2 separate regions of the Pan troglodytes genome follow, and region 1 is linked to region 2. A link is a contact called in public capture Hi-C data. All regions are on one chromosome and are shown on one strand. The core of a region is the stretch at or near the end of the contact, and the rest is flanking DNA. Distances in the headings are between cores, read along the strand shown.

Region 1 (6,736 bases), core at 3,990-6,489, 150 kb before region 2:
AGCATAACAGTAGCTAGGCCAGAGTTAGTTCCCTCCGAATATGTCCCTTTACCTACTAGCTGAACATCGATACAGAGATGCAACACCACCTGAACCTTTGGAATACTAATTACAGACAAGACCAACAATTTTATCTGGGCAGGGCCCTTGTAGAGCACTAGCATAACCCCGTTTCCTTTCTAAGCTCCGAGCCCACCACATCTTGCCAGAGTAGAACGTTTTAACAGCTGTCAGACCTACCTTGGGAGCAGCCATCCGGAAGATCAACTTCTCAATGTGGCTTTTTCCAGAGCTCTTGTCTGGGATAGATCTAATCACAAGCATGAAGTCATCCCTGCAGCCACCAAAGGTTGTCACTGAAGAGTAGGGGTAAGTGATGTGCACTTGCTGTGGAAAGGAACCAGTCAGTTGTGGGGAAACTTTCCACCTGTCCCCTGAGCTAGGAACCAGCATCCCCTGTCTCTTCTAGGCACAGGAAAGGAGAACTCCCAAGTGGTCATAATTTGGAGATCTCCATCTTGAATGTCTACAAGCAGTGTCTAGACTAGAGGACTGGTGCTTGGGCAGGAGTGGGGGTAGGGCAGCCATGGTCACTTGGTTCAGGCTTTTGAGTCCACAGAGGAGAAGAAAAGACCATGTTGAGGAAGAGGAGGGGTCAGGGAGCAGCCTGCATCCTTTCATACCATAGTGGTGTGGTCCAGGATGCTGACGCCATCCTCATTCACAGCAATCCACACCAGAGCGTTCTCCTTGGAAGACAGCTGGGCAGGCTGGGGAAACAGAAACAACCCATCAGATATATCCATAGTTAGAGATTTTGAACTATAAGAACTTTCTGAGAAAGAAGGCACATCCAGGGATCTGCTAAGCAGTGATTTCCAGCCACCTCATCTTGGAAAACAAAGATGATATTTGTACAGTGTATGCAGGAAATAGACAAGGCTGCTTGTGACAGGAGACCCTTGGCCTTGGGGCTCTGGCCACCTACTAACCATCTCAAAGGCAGAGGTGATCATTCTTTTGGTGTCCCTAGAACCCATGCTGCCACAGCACACTGGATGGAAAGCTCTGTGCTACAGAATAGAGGCCAGCCCTAGCTGCTCTGTTAGGGGAATGGGGAACAGCTGGTTTTCTCCTAGTCTTGGAAACACAGCATTCCACCTATAGTCTCCAAGCCGAAGTGCTTCTGACTTCAACCAATCTCCTAGGTGCTGTAAAAGAAATAGGAAAGCAAGAATGCAGTCCTGTAGCTTTAGGCCCTATGAGTAAGAAAGTGACTATTTAGTGGACATTCCTGTAATGACTGATTTTCACTGCCAGGACTACAGTATGGTAATCCAGAAAATCTCTCTCTTAACCCAAAGGGAGGCAGATAGACATTGGACATGGCACCTTCTTCAGAAGCTTTTCCTGAGCTCCCAGACCAAGTGGGTCCCCGTTATATGCCTTTATAACACCTCTGTACATCTTCATAGCATTTGTGATGGCTTATATATATTAAATACATAGAGAGAAAAATGAATACGATTATTTGATGAATATACATCTCCTGCACTAGATGGGAAGCTCCAGGAAGGCAAGGACTGTGTCTGATTTTCTCACCTCTTATAACCTCAAACAACCAGCACTGGACATAGTAGGAGCTCAACTATTTGTTGAATGAATGAATGGCCATTTTCCAATCTGTGGCTTCAGTAAACAGGATCACTGCCCAGCTTTGAGCTGTAATTATCTATAATGTTTATGCACAACAGACACCCAGTGAAGAAAAGTTCCTTCTGAAATTACTGTTGGCCACCTGGCCTTCATACAGAGGTGAAATTAACTGTTGGCTAAGTAATTTGATTCCCCTGTATGCCATGTCAAACCAGTGGAGATGTATTTGTTTAGGTTATACATTGTTCTTTCAAACTTAAAAAAAAATGAAAGCATTCTTGAGAGGGCTGTTATTTCAAGTCTGAATCTTTGTGTGTGTGAATTAGTTGATCACATCTTTTCTTTTGGGGCAGTCAACAAAGGACAAATGAAGATAAGCAATCACAATTCTGCTCTGGACTGTGGAAAGCTGGACTAGGCCAGAAATGGTGGAGGGATAGTGACCTCTGGTGGTTACTGGTATGGAGGCAGGGGCTGCAAATTGGTATGGCTCAAACATGAGCAGTTGGGGACACACCTAAGGGTGTGGGCAGCTCCTTCCACTGGCACTTACCTGAGCAGCAAAAAGTTTAGCACCAAAGAAAGGCCATTTCCTGGCCACGGTCAGGTAGATGCGGATGCACTCAGGAGGGGAGCATCCTTGCAATGTTGCCCATTTTGTGGTCAACATATCTGCCAGGTGCCTGGTGTGGGCAGATGGAGAGAAATAGTGCCAATGAAGTGCCAACGTGTCTTCATTCCAGGCCTGAGACCTCCCCACAGTGACTTGCTGCAAGACCTTGTAGCCTACCTACCTCAGCTGTTCAGGGGGGGCCCCATGTCTATAGCGCCTGGGGTAGAACCTGTCTAGGACCTGCTGGAGAAGATGCTGAGCCTTGGCAGGGGATGTGCCTCCAGGGCCTGGCAGGGCAGGCTTCTCCAAGTCCCCATATTCTACCTGAGGTAGAAGCATATGAAGAGACCAGTCAAAATCTGACGGTGGATGGGCCAGGTGGGGGCTGTTGAGAGGTGAAATAAACCATTTCTTTATTACCCTATTGGTGGGGTGCAAGTGGATGTGAAAAATGCTTTAGAAAAACGCTTCATCTCAAGTTTTATAGACACTAGAGAAACAAACTTAGGGCCCTCGAATATTAGAGATCACCGACCAACTTTGATTTTGCAGCTGAGGTGAAGTGCCTTTTCCAAAGACACAGTTAATTGGTAGCCGACAAGGGAAAACAATGTGGAAATTCTGGCTTCCAGTCCAAAAATATGGGCTATAGAATTGAAGATGCTACAGATCCTAGAGTACAGCAGAGTGTTCCAAATGTGGCCTTTGGAGTTGGACACCTGGCGCAAATCCCAGCTTTGTGTCCCTGATCAAGTTACTTAAACTCTCTGAGCTTCAATTTCCTCATCTATTAGGTGGGAATAAAAACTACAATGGAGGATGCATATATGCTTAGTACAGGGCCTCCTAGAGAGTATTCCTATTGATGTTTATAAAGATCAACTATTACTGTTTCCTCTTCCTTTCCAGCATGTAAATCCAGATTCTTATTCTTTTTAAAAATTTTTAATTTTTAATTTTTGTGGGTATATAGTAGGTGTCAGACTCTCTTATGGGAGTCATGAAGGTATCCCAGATACCTTTGGCAAGATGGCCTTCTAAATATAATGGGAAGGAGAGTCCAAGTCTGAATGTGTGTTCCTCTTCCTAATTCTACTTAGAAGGTCTGATGGTTTATAAAGTTTACCACATACATTACATGATACAATTATTCAGGTATCATACTTAGTACAACCCTGTGGAGGCTGGCAGAGGTTTTTGTTTGTTTGTTTTGTTTTGTTTTGAGACAGAGTTTTGCTGTTGTCGCCTAGGCTGTAGTGCAATGGCATGATCTTGGCTCACTGCAACCTCTGCCTCCCAGGTACAAGTGATTCTCCTGCCTCAGCCTGCCGAGTAGCTGGGATTACAGGCGCCCACCACCACACCCAGCTAATTTTTATTTTTATTTTATTTTATTTTATTTTTTTCAGTAGAGACAGGGTTTCACTGGTCAGGCTGGTCACGAACTCCTGACCTCAGGTGATCTGCCCGCCTCGGCCTCGCAAAGTGCTGAGATTACAGGCATGAGCCACTGCTCCCGGCCAAGTATTTTTTATTTTGGTATACTGAGAAGGAAACTAAAGCATAGAGAAGTGAAGTGACTTGGCTAAGACCTCATAGTTGGAAGGTATATAGGACTCAAACCCAGGTCTCTGGATTCCAAGTCCAGCCATCTGCACGCATCCTATATCTGCGGTGAGTGAGGAGCTCTGATCTGTAGAAGTCAGCTGCTTTCCATCCCAGAGATGGCAAAGCTGCCCTCTCCTGAGCACCACAGGATCTGCAGAATCTCTCCTGTGTTTCAGGCTGCATGGTGCATTCATTCTAAGCTGGCAACCCGACCCTCCTGCTTCCTGAACAGAACCTTACCTGGGCCATCAGGACAGCCATCTCAAGAGCCAATTCCTTGTTGACAGGAAACCTCCCTGCCACTATCTCTCTACTAGTTTGAGAGGCAAGGAGCAGCCGTTCTCGGTCCGTCTCCCCTTTGACTTGACTGCGAAAGTACAGCCTGCAGAGAAGAGAATAAGAAGCCAGGACTCAGCAGGGATTCCAAACAGGGATGGGGCTTTCTCTGGGTCTGTTACCTTTATTTCCAAAAAGATAAAGTACTCTTTTCCCACTATTTATGAGCCTATTTTGTATTGCCTCCAGAAACATATAACCGAGTATGACACAGAGCAGATGCAGGGTCATGCTGATCTCATACCAACAGGAGGGCATGGTTCATTCTGAAGATACCATTAAGCTTACTGGATTTAGTAACGGAAATCTGGTACCTGGAGTTATAGATTAGGGGACTGGATGAGGTAAGAGTCCAAGAGACTACTGAAACTATTTGCCTGGAGACATACTGAGATGGAGGGATGGGATTTTCTTACTCAAATTGATAGAAAGTCAGGATGTCTACTTCTGTATTTCCTGGAATTGGTATAGGAGGTACTTAGTCTTTAGCTTTAACTAGCTGGTGCTTATACAAAATTTCACTCTCATAAAGTAACACACTTAGCCATCCCATGAGGTTGGTCTATTTTCTATTCTTTTCTTTTTTTCGAGGCAGGGTCTCACTCTGTTGCCCAGGCTGGAGTGCAGTGGCATGATCTCAGCTCACTGCAGCCTCAACCTCCCAGGTTTAAGTGATCCTCCCACCTCAGCCCCCCTGAGTAGCTGGGACTACAGGTACATGCCACCATGCCCAGCTAATTTTTGCATTTTTTGTAGAGGTGGGGTTTTGCCATGTTGCCCAGGGTGGTCTGGTCTGTTTTCTTGGCAGATGTGTGTGTGTGTGTGTGTGTGTGCGCGCGCGTGTGTGTGCATATACACACACGCACACGCAGTACAGGGAAGGCTGACAGAAGGCCTGAGCTGCCCAGGGTTTCACAGAGTATCAGCAGCAGAGCCCGCCTGCACCCCAGCTAGTGACTGCCAGGCAGTGTTATATCTGTGGGTCCCTCCCCCCGTCTGGATAGGCTGTCTAGTCGAGGAGGCGATGAGCTGGCACCCAGTGGCAGCCCTTGTGTTTGGCCCCACCCTCGTGCAGTGCTTAGGACCTGTTCTTGTACATCAGCTTCGCGACGCGTGTCCCACCCTCAGACTTTCCGGGGTGCAGCTCCTTCATGGCTTGTTCCCACTTGGAGATGGCATCACAGATCTTGAAAAGGCAAAAGAAGAAAGTCAGAAAATTTCCTGATAAGGAGAGAAGGGATCAAGGTCCAGCCAGGGCTGGACTCAGAGCAGAAGAGCAAAGAAAACTAAGGAAAAGTCCTCCCACCAGGAGGCTGACCTGCGGAACTTCATGCTTCCTGGACCCAAGGTGGCAGCAGCTCCCTCACAAACAGAGGGAACCCTAGACAGGGTGAGCAATAAAGCAAGAAATCTGCCCTGCTGGTGTCACCAGCTGAGGGGCCTCCCCAGAGGCTAGGCAGCCCCATGGCCTTCGATCACCAGCTCCATTTCCATTCCACTGACTGCTATTCTCCTCTTCAACAAATATGCCCAGAGGGCTACCATGTAACAAAGCCTCACAGATGCCCAGACATTGGCAAAGAAGGTATGTGGCATAGTTTTTCCAGGCAATGTTAAAAGACCATAGAAGCCTTTGTCCTGTTAAAGACAAGCAAACACTGGAGCCAAATATGCATCAAAGTGCTAGAGCACATTCTCACACTTATCCCCCAGGACAGTAATCCCAGACCACAATACAAGATTGATCTTAAATCCCATTCAACGGCCTTTACTTATAGGGGCACCATAAGGACCTGCCTCTTTAAAAGTGTGGTTCAACCTATAAGCATGGCATAGGCCCTGAAAGAAAGGGTAAAAGTGAGGTGCTGGGTACCATCTGACATCCAGGGGGTCCAAGCACACAGCTGTGAGCCTCTGAGTGGGCACGTGTAGGCAGTGGCTTCGTGGGGCCTCACTGTCCCTACACCAAGCCAAGAAGAGGCTTTTCTTCTGGACGCTGCACAGCCACTCGAGGGAAGTAGGTGTGTAGCGATCTTGTCTCCAGAGACAAGGGCACACAACAGCTTTTTTCTCCCTGCCCAGGTACATTTTAGGATGGCACAGAAATGCTGACTAGGGCAGCACCTTGGGCTCAGCACCAAATGAGCTACCAAACAGTCAGGCACCCATCAGATGGGCTCTTTCCCCACCACCAATATTCCTGAGCAGGGAGGGGCTCAGCTGGCTTAGTGGGAGGCTGTCACCTTGACACTTCCCTGCAGGCAGTGCTCCAGGTCCCTGCCCGAGGGATCGTCCGTGAAGAGGGCAAAGCCAGAGTGGGATGGCTTTCTCATGCCTATCTCCTGGTTCAGCCGCTGGAGGAACTCATCAACCGTGGAAGAGCCGTCAAAACCAACCACCTGAGGTGGGAGAAGGGTTCCATCCCTGAGTGAACTTCCTGAGAGGAGCTCACTAGGGCTGGTGGAGGCGTCTGGGTACAGCAGGTGGAAAGGAGCAAGGGCAAATACAAGAGGCCAAAGCAAG
Region 2 (7,292 bases), core at 2,866-5,365:
TAATGTTGCCCAGGCTGGTCTCAAACTCCTGGGCTCAAGCGATTCTCCTACTTTGGCCTCCCAAAATGCTGGGATTACACTAAACCGTTTTTTTTTTTGTTTTTTTTTTGAGACGGAGTCTCACTCTGTCACCCAGGCTGGAGTGCAGTGGCGCGATCTCGGCTCACTGCAACCTCCGCCTCCCAGGTTCAAGCAATTCTCCTGCCTCAGCCTGCCGAGTAGCTGGGATCACAGGCAAGCGCCACCATGCCCAGCTAATTTTCGTATTTTTAGTAGAGATGAGGTTTCACTATGTTGGTCAGGCTGGTCTCGAACTCCTGACCTCGTGATCCACCCGCCTCGGCCTCCCAAAGTGCTGGGATTACAGGCGTGAGCCACCACGCCCAGCATATGCTGAACCCTTTTTATCTGCTCTTGTTAGCCCAGATTTGGTGAACTAGAATTAGCTGTTCATGCCTGCCATGGATTTCCCATGGTTTGATTTGTCTTTCTGAAATCTAGAGAGAATAGGGACTCTCTTGCCAGGTTGTTGGGGCACCTATAGGATTGTATGTAAACACAAAGGCGTATTTGGGAAGCTGGTGCCCCGACCCCCAGCCCTGCACACTTTGAGGCTTTATGCTCATACCAAAAGCACAGCAGGAAGGGACTGCTTTGATCACAGAATCCTCAGGGGATCAGAATGGGACGTTAAGCTTTGTGGTCCACTTAATGAGGAGCTCTCTGCCCCTTACTGATGAGCAGGCCCTCCAAAGTCCTGAGGTCTCTGGGCCTTTCATCAAGTCAATGTCCTGGGGCAGCGCCTGATATTGCACCGGTCACTCACTGCCCAGCCCCTCCACCAAGACTCCACTCCACAGGCCCCGTTGCCACCTGCCTCCTCCAGATCTTATCCCCGTGATGCCATTGACACCAGTTGATGTGACACTCCACTCGGTCACCACTCTGCCAGTTGAGAAAGCCCTCCTGCTTCTTCTTTCCTTAGGATGGAGGGCTTATAGCAAAGTCACGTGAGCCCACGTGGGAAGGCTCTTTCTGCTTTACCATACAGCCCTCCCCTTGAGAGCACCCAGGCATTCCAGGGGACCAGGCATGGGTCCGGCGCAGGCTTGCACAGGAACAAGAGCCACCTTGTCCCCTAGGCCTGGATCCTTCCTCACTTACAGTGGGTATTTTTCCTCCCTGGGCCCGTATGTTATTCCCTATAATCTACCCTTCCCAGCCTGACTCTGTATAGATGAACCTGAGTATACAGGGTTCAAGCTCTGTCCCAGGGAAATCTGGGTCCATGTCATCCAAGCTCTGTGGTTTTGTGGAGGGGACTGGAATGTGTGATTGTGGCCTGTCTCCATGTCCCATCGTACCCGTGCCTCAGCTCCAACCAAGGCATAGTCAGGTTCGGGCTCCTCTCGCAGGAGTTTTATCAGAGTGCTTGTGATTCCCTTGTGTGCCTTAATCATTAAGAGCAGCGACTTTGGAGTCAAAGACAAACCTGGGTACCATCTGCTCCACAGTTTATGAGCCACATGATCTTGAGGAAGTTACTTAATCTCTTGGAATCTGTTTCTTCATTTGTAAAATGAGGAAGGTAACAGAGCTCTTAAAGCTGTTACTTGTAGCGCTGTTGAAAGAATTAACTGAGATAATGTATCTAAGTACCAGCTTGGTGCTGGTACTGTATCTGGCATGCGGTAAAACCTTAAGGAATGTTAGTTTTCATCATTTTTGTTGTTGTTGCTGTTTATTTGTTTGTTTTGAAACGCAGTCTTGCTCTATCACCCAGGCTGGAGTGCAATGGCGCAATCTCAACTCACTGCAAACTTTGCCTCTCAGGTTCAAGCAATTCTCCTGCCGCAGCCTCCTGAGTAGCTGGGATTACAGGTGCCTGCTATCACACCTTGCCAATTTTTGTATTTTTAGTAGAGATGGGGTTTCACTATGTTGGCCAGGCTGGTCTCAAACTCCTGACCTCAAAAGATCCACCTGTGGCCATGAGCCACTTTAGGAGGCCGAGGTGGGCGAATCATGAGGTCAGGAGTTTGAGACCAGCCTGACCAACATGGTGAAACCCCATCTCTACTAAAAATACAAAAATTGGCTGGGCGTGGTGGTAGGTGCCTGTAATCCTAGCTACTCAGGAGGCTGAGACAGGAGAATCGCTTGAACCCGGGAGCTGGATGTTGCAGTGAGCCAAGATCACACCACTGAACGCCAGCCTGGGCGACAGTGTGAGACTCTGTCTCAAAAAAAAAAAAAAAAAAAAAAAAAATTGTCCACTTGCCTCAGCCTCCCAAAGTGCTGGGATTACAGGCATGAGCCACCACACTGGGCCTCATCATTGTTATTGTTATTAACACAATGATCCCATTTTAGTCATGGCTTCAGCCCAGCTGAGCTTTGTGAACTTGAGCAAGTTATTTAATCTCTGTGGGCTCTTATTTTGTATAAAACAAGAGAATACGGGTCTTGAGCCTTCACATTCCTTCTAACTCTGTGATCCTGCTCTCATTTGACTCTAATGGGAAAATTCCATCTTTAAAGGAGACCAACACCAGCTAATCAGATGAGGTGGCTGGCTGCTTACAGAGCGTGATAAGAGAGGCTGCACAAAGTTCACCTGGCTCCTCCAAACCAACGCCTGCTTCTCTCTCCAGCAGGCCCCCTACAGCCCAGGGCAGCAGTGGCGAGAGCTTCAGGAGCAGCCGGCAGATGATAACTAATACTAAAGGAAGGAGGCCAGGCCCTCAAGCCTGAGGTTGGAAGGAAGGGGCAGCGTTGAGTAGGGTGAGGGTCTGGCCTTGAGTTCTGGTGAGGGAATAGCTGGTGAGGACAGACCAACAATGGAGTTTCACCCGCTCTCTGCAGAGGCGGTGTGTGTGCTGGTGAGAAACCTGGCCGATGAGTCAGATGGCCTGAGTTGGAATCTTGGCTCTTCCACGTACCAGCTGTGTGACTTGGACAAAGTACTTAACTTCTCTGGGCCTCAAATTCCTCCTTTGTGAAACAAGGTAATGCAATAGTAAGAGTTCTCCCCTACTGTGTAGTGAAGATTAAATATGTACAAGCACTTGGAAAAGTGCTAGGCACATAAGTGCTCTAAGTGTTAGCTGTGAATATTATTCCAATCTTGGGGAGCAGGATAGAGCTTTGGGCTAGTGGACCGAGGGCGTCCTTGCATGTGGGTGTGGGTGGGTCCTCTGCTGCTGCACTGGAAGCAGTCAGAGGTGTGCCCAGCTGACCATGGGGGTCTGGGGCATAGGTGGAGGCTAAAAAGGCATTGTCAGCTGGGCACGGTAGCTCATGCTCGTAATTCCAGCACTTTGGGAGGCTGAGGCGGGTGGATCGCTTGAGGTCAGGTGTTTGACACCAGCCTGGCTAACATGGCAAAACCCCATCTCTACTAAAATACAAAAATTAGCTGGGTGTGGTGGCGGGTGCCTAATCCCAGCTACTCAGGAGGCTGAGGCAGGAGAATCGCTTGAACCCGGGAGGCAGAGGTTGCAGTGAGCCAGAATCGTGCCACTGTACTCCAGCCTGGGCAGCAGAGTGAGACTTTGTCTCAAAAAAAAAAAAAAAAAAAAAAAAAAAAGGGCATTGTCGAGCTCCTGTAAAATATCCTGGGTGTCTCAGAAATGTGTGCGAGAGGCTTTTGGGGATGGTCTCATGACAGTGCCAGAACATGCTAGAAAAGCACGGTGCCTTACAGTTACTATCACCCCCAGTGCAGGGGGGCCTGAGGAGACTAAGCTTACACACCCTTAAAAGAAACCAAATCTCCTAAGTATGAGTGTCCCCGAAAGGGCTAAAAACTAAATCGTTGTCTGCCATTATTAGCTCCTTAGCGTAAATGAGTTTCTCAGAGTAGGTGGTATTTAGTAGAGCCCTGGGAATAAGAAATGAAAATGAATGGCGACGGTAAGTCTTAAGACGGAGCTCTCGTGGGAAGCCGGTGGGTAGAGCCCTGGGCCGCCGACCTGGGGTTCCACCTGAGTGTGTTCGCGGCAGGGTGTTGGGATTCCAGAGAACAACGACGGAAGCCCCTGACAAAGGTGGCCTGCTTCAACTTCGCGTTGGAACCCAGGGCCCGCCGAAGGCCGCATTTCCACGGCCACAGCCAGCCAGAGCTGCCCTCTCATACCCTCTCCGTTTGTAGACCAAGGGCCCTTCCCTGCCCGAGACCTTCTCAACTATGCGGGACTCGGCCGCCCTCTAGTGGCAACTGGGCAGAAGTTTTTCTCTTAAAATTGTCGACAACAGGATGATTTTATAATGGCATTTGGATAGTGCTTTACAGTTAACGGGACTGTCACAAATATTACAGTGTAGCTTTTCTACTGGAGTACGCCACCCACATCCCCATAGTCATCAGCCGCCTGAAGCATCCCTCCCTCCCCCGCGTGACACAATACACTCTGGCTACCTCCAATCCCTCCCTCCCCCGTGCGACACAATACACTCTAGCTACCTCCAACACTCCAGCTTTCCCATTGCTTTGGCTCATCTAGTTTTTCCCAGTGGGCAGAGGGAAGGGTCCTGGAGCCTGCGGAAGCCTGGGGAGGACTAGGTGACTTCTGACTCCTCTGCCCCCGAGCTATAAGCCCTAGGAATCTGCAGACGTTGTCTCTTAAAACTGGACATTAGGCCAGGCACCGTGGCTCATACCTGTAATCCCAGCACTTTGCAAGGCCGAGCTGAGTGGATCACCTGAGGTCAGGAGTTCGAAACCAGCCTGCCCAACATGGAGAAACCCCGTCTGCACTGAAAATACAAAATTAGCCGAGCATGGTGGCACATGCCTGTAGTCCCAGCTACTTGGAAGGCTAAGGCAGGAGAATCGCTTGAATCCAGGAGGCGGAGGTTGCGGTGAGCCAAGATCACGCCATTACACTCCAGCCTGGGCAACAAGAGTGAAACTCTGTCTCAAAAAAAACAAAACAAACCCCCAAAAATAGACATTATCCACACTGTCCCCCGAACCCGGCAGCCTACCGTTTCACAGTCTGCTGCTGCTGAAGGCAATCGCACCGACCACTTGTGTTTTAAGGGGCACACACTGACTGTGCCAACAGCGAAGAGGCAGCAGATAGTGAAACTCCCACAGGGCACATGACAGCTGTTCTCCTACTTTCAAAGGTTTCACAGCCATGGTCCCAGGGCTTTGATTCTTAACTCCCTTGCTGAGATCACCATTGAAAACCCGAAGGGTGAAGCTCAAACCCTCTACCCTCCTCAGCAACTACCCAACTCAGCCCAGAGATCCTGTCGGACCACACAATAGTCTCCTTTGTGTGGGGAATCTTTTCGAGAGTGTTGTTCTGCTTGTCTCTCCGCAGGAAAAGGTAATCTGAGAGTCATACTGAATATTTTAAATGTTAGATACTGGGTGTGTTTTGGGTTTTGATGTGTTTAGTAAACCACTCAGAGATGTTTTGTTTCAGGCAGGATAAGCCGGTTATTAAATTTTATCATTGGCCAGGCATGGTGGCTCATGCCTGTAATCCCAGCACTTTGGGAGGCTGAGGCAGGAGGATCACTTGAGCCCAGGAGTTCCAGACCAATCAGCAACATAGCAAGACACTGTCTCCACCAAAAAAAAAAATTTTTTTTTTGAGACAAGATGTGGGGTGTGGGGCAGGGAGGGAGCCCACAGGATCAGGCTGGCTCTCAGGACACTATCAGATCAGCAGAGACACGCCCACTGCTGTGGTTCTACCCTGTGTCTGGAAGTGGGTTCTCCTGTGGTCCTATTCCAGCTCCTGTCCATCAGAGCAGGTCCAGTTCCCCTCTGTTGTTGCTCCCTGAGGCTGGTCCCTGGGAGGCAGGGCTCCCCTCTCATTGCCTTAATTCTTCCCAGTCCCCTTTCGAAAGGAAGGACATCATCCCAACTGGTTCACCTGCTTTGTCTTGCCGGGAGAAACAGTTTAGCTCATACTAAGAATTAAAACTTTTTGTTTGTTTGCTTTGTTTTTTGGTTTGGTTTTAGAGACTCTGTTGCCCAGGCTGGAATGCAGTGCTGGTATCTCAGCCCACTGCAACCTCCACCTTCTGGGCTCAAGCAATCCTCACACCTCAGCCTCTGGAGTAGCTGGGACTATAGGCGTGTGCCACCACACCGGGCTAATTTTTTGTAGAGATGGAGTTTCATCATGTTGCCCAGACTGGTCTTGAACTCCTGACCTCAAGCGATTCTCCCGCCTTGGCCTCCCAAAGTGTTGGGATTATAGGCATGAGCCACTGTACCTGGCCTACAAAAATTTTTAAAAATTAGGCAGGCATGGTGGTGTGTGCCTGTAGTCCTAGCTGCTCAGGAAGCTGAGGCAGGAGGATCACTTGAGCCCAGAGTTTGAGGCTGTAGTGAGCTGTGATCACAGCACTGCATTCCAGCCTGGGCAACAGAGTGAGACCCTGTCTCTAAAACCAAACCAAAACAAAGCAAACAAACAAAAAATTTTCGTTCCTAGTATGAGCTAAACTTTGTTTCTCCCGGAAAGATAAAGCAGGTGAACCAGTTGGAATGATGTCCTTCCTATCCAAAGGGGACTGAGAAGAATTAAGACAATGAGAAGGGAGCCCTGCCTCCCAGGGACCAGCCTTGGGGAGGAAGGAACTGAGGGAAACTGGGTCTGCTCTGGTTGACAAGAGCTAGAATAGGACCACAAGAGAACCCACTTCCAGACACAGGGTAGAAGCATAGCCGTGGGCATGTCTCTGCTGATCTGAAGGGGCTCTGGGGGCAGCCCAATCCTGTGGGCTTCCTCCCCACCCCACACCCAGTGGAAGTCTCAGCAGGACCCTGCTCAGACAGGTCATGACCCAAGACCAGGGAGAATGCCGGATGCTGAGACTGGGACCATAGGAAGGAAGACTAGGGGTGGGCAGGGGCTTGGATCTGCTTCCTTTTTTTTTTTTTTTAAACAGCGTCTTTTTCTGTCATCCAACCTGGAGTGCAGTGGCACAATCTTGGCTCACTGCAGCTTCAACTTTCCAGGCTCAAGCACTCCCCCCACCTCAGCCTCCCAAGTAGCTGGGACTACAAGCACACACCTGTATTTTTCATAGAGATGGGGTTTCATCATGTTGTCCAGGCTGGTCTTGAACTCTTGAGTTTAAGTGATCTGCGTGCCTCAGCTTCCCAGAGTGCTAGGACTGTAGGCTTGAATCACTGTGCCTGGCACACTTCATTCTTTCTTAATCACCCCCAATATTTTAGCTTCTCCTCTCCCCTTTTTATTTTTTATTTTATTTTATTTATTTATTCATTTTTGAGACAGAGTTTTTTGCTCTTGTTGCCC

Evidence for each region. Capture Hi-C pulls out chosen DNA fragments and counts their contacts.
Region 1: a capture Hi-C map of stem cell-derived neural stem cells shows a contact between it and region 2, with 5 times the contacts expected there. The contact joins two enhancer-like sites. A contact is called at or near these places in 6 of 7 Hi-C or Micro-C datasets (blood, induced pluripotent stem cells, a lymphoblastoid cell line and 2 more) and 1 of 1 other capture datasets (stem cell-derived neural stem cells).

Annotation. Positions count from the first base shown.
Region 1 is chr15:65,557,589-65,564,324 of NHGRI_mPanTro3-v2.0_pri, reverse strand. It overlaps PLEKHH1 (pleckstrin homology, MyTH4 and FERM domain containing H1), which reads right to left. Exons shown (of 30, transcript XR_008539026.2): 22 at 6,457-6,612; 23 at 5,299-5,399; 24 at 4,118-4,259; 25 at 2,451-2,593; 26 at 2,210-2,339; 27 at 684-770; 28 at 241-387. Among named protein-coding and RNA genes, the nearest start is that of PIGH, 17 kb to the left of the region's middle. Within about 2 kb of position 5,239, at least 1 of the 24 cell types and tissues checked has an H3K27ac peak or open chromatin away from gene starts, as enhancers often do. A contact at or near this core is called in stem cell-derived neural stem cells, where this site is marked.
Region 2 is chr15:65,403,149-65,410,440 of NHGRI_mPanTro3-v2.0_pri, reverse strand. No RefSeq gene overlaps it. Among named protein-coding and RNA genes, the nearest start is that of PLEK2, 16 kb to the right of the region's middle. Within about 2 kb of position 4,115, at least 6 of the 24 cell types and tissues checked have an H3K27ac peak or open chromatin away from gene starts, as enhancers often do. A contact at or near this core is called in stem cell-derived neural stem cells, where this site is marked.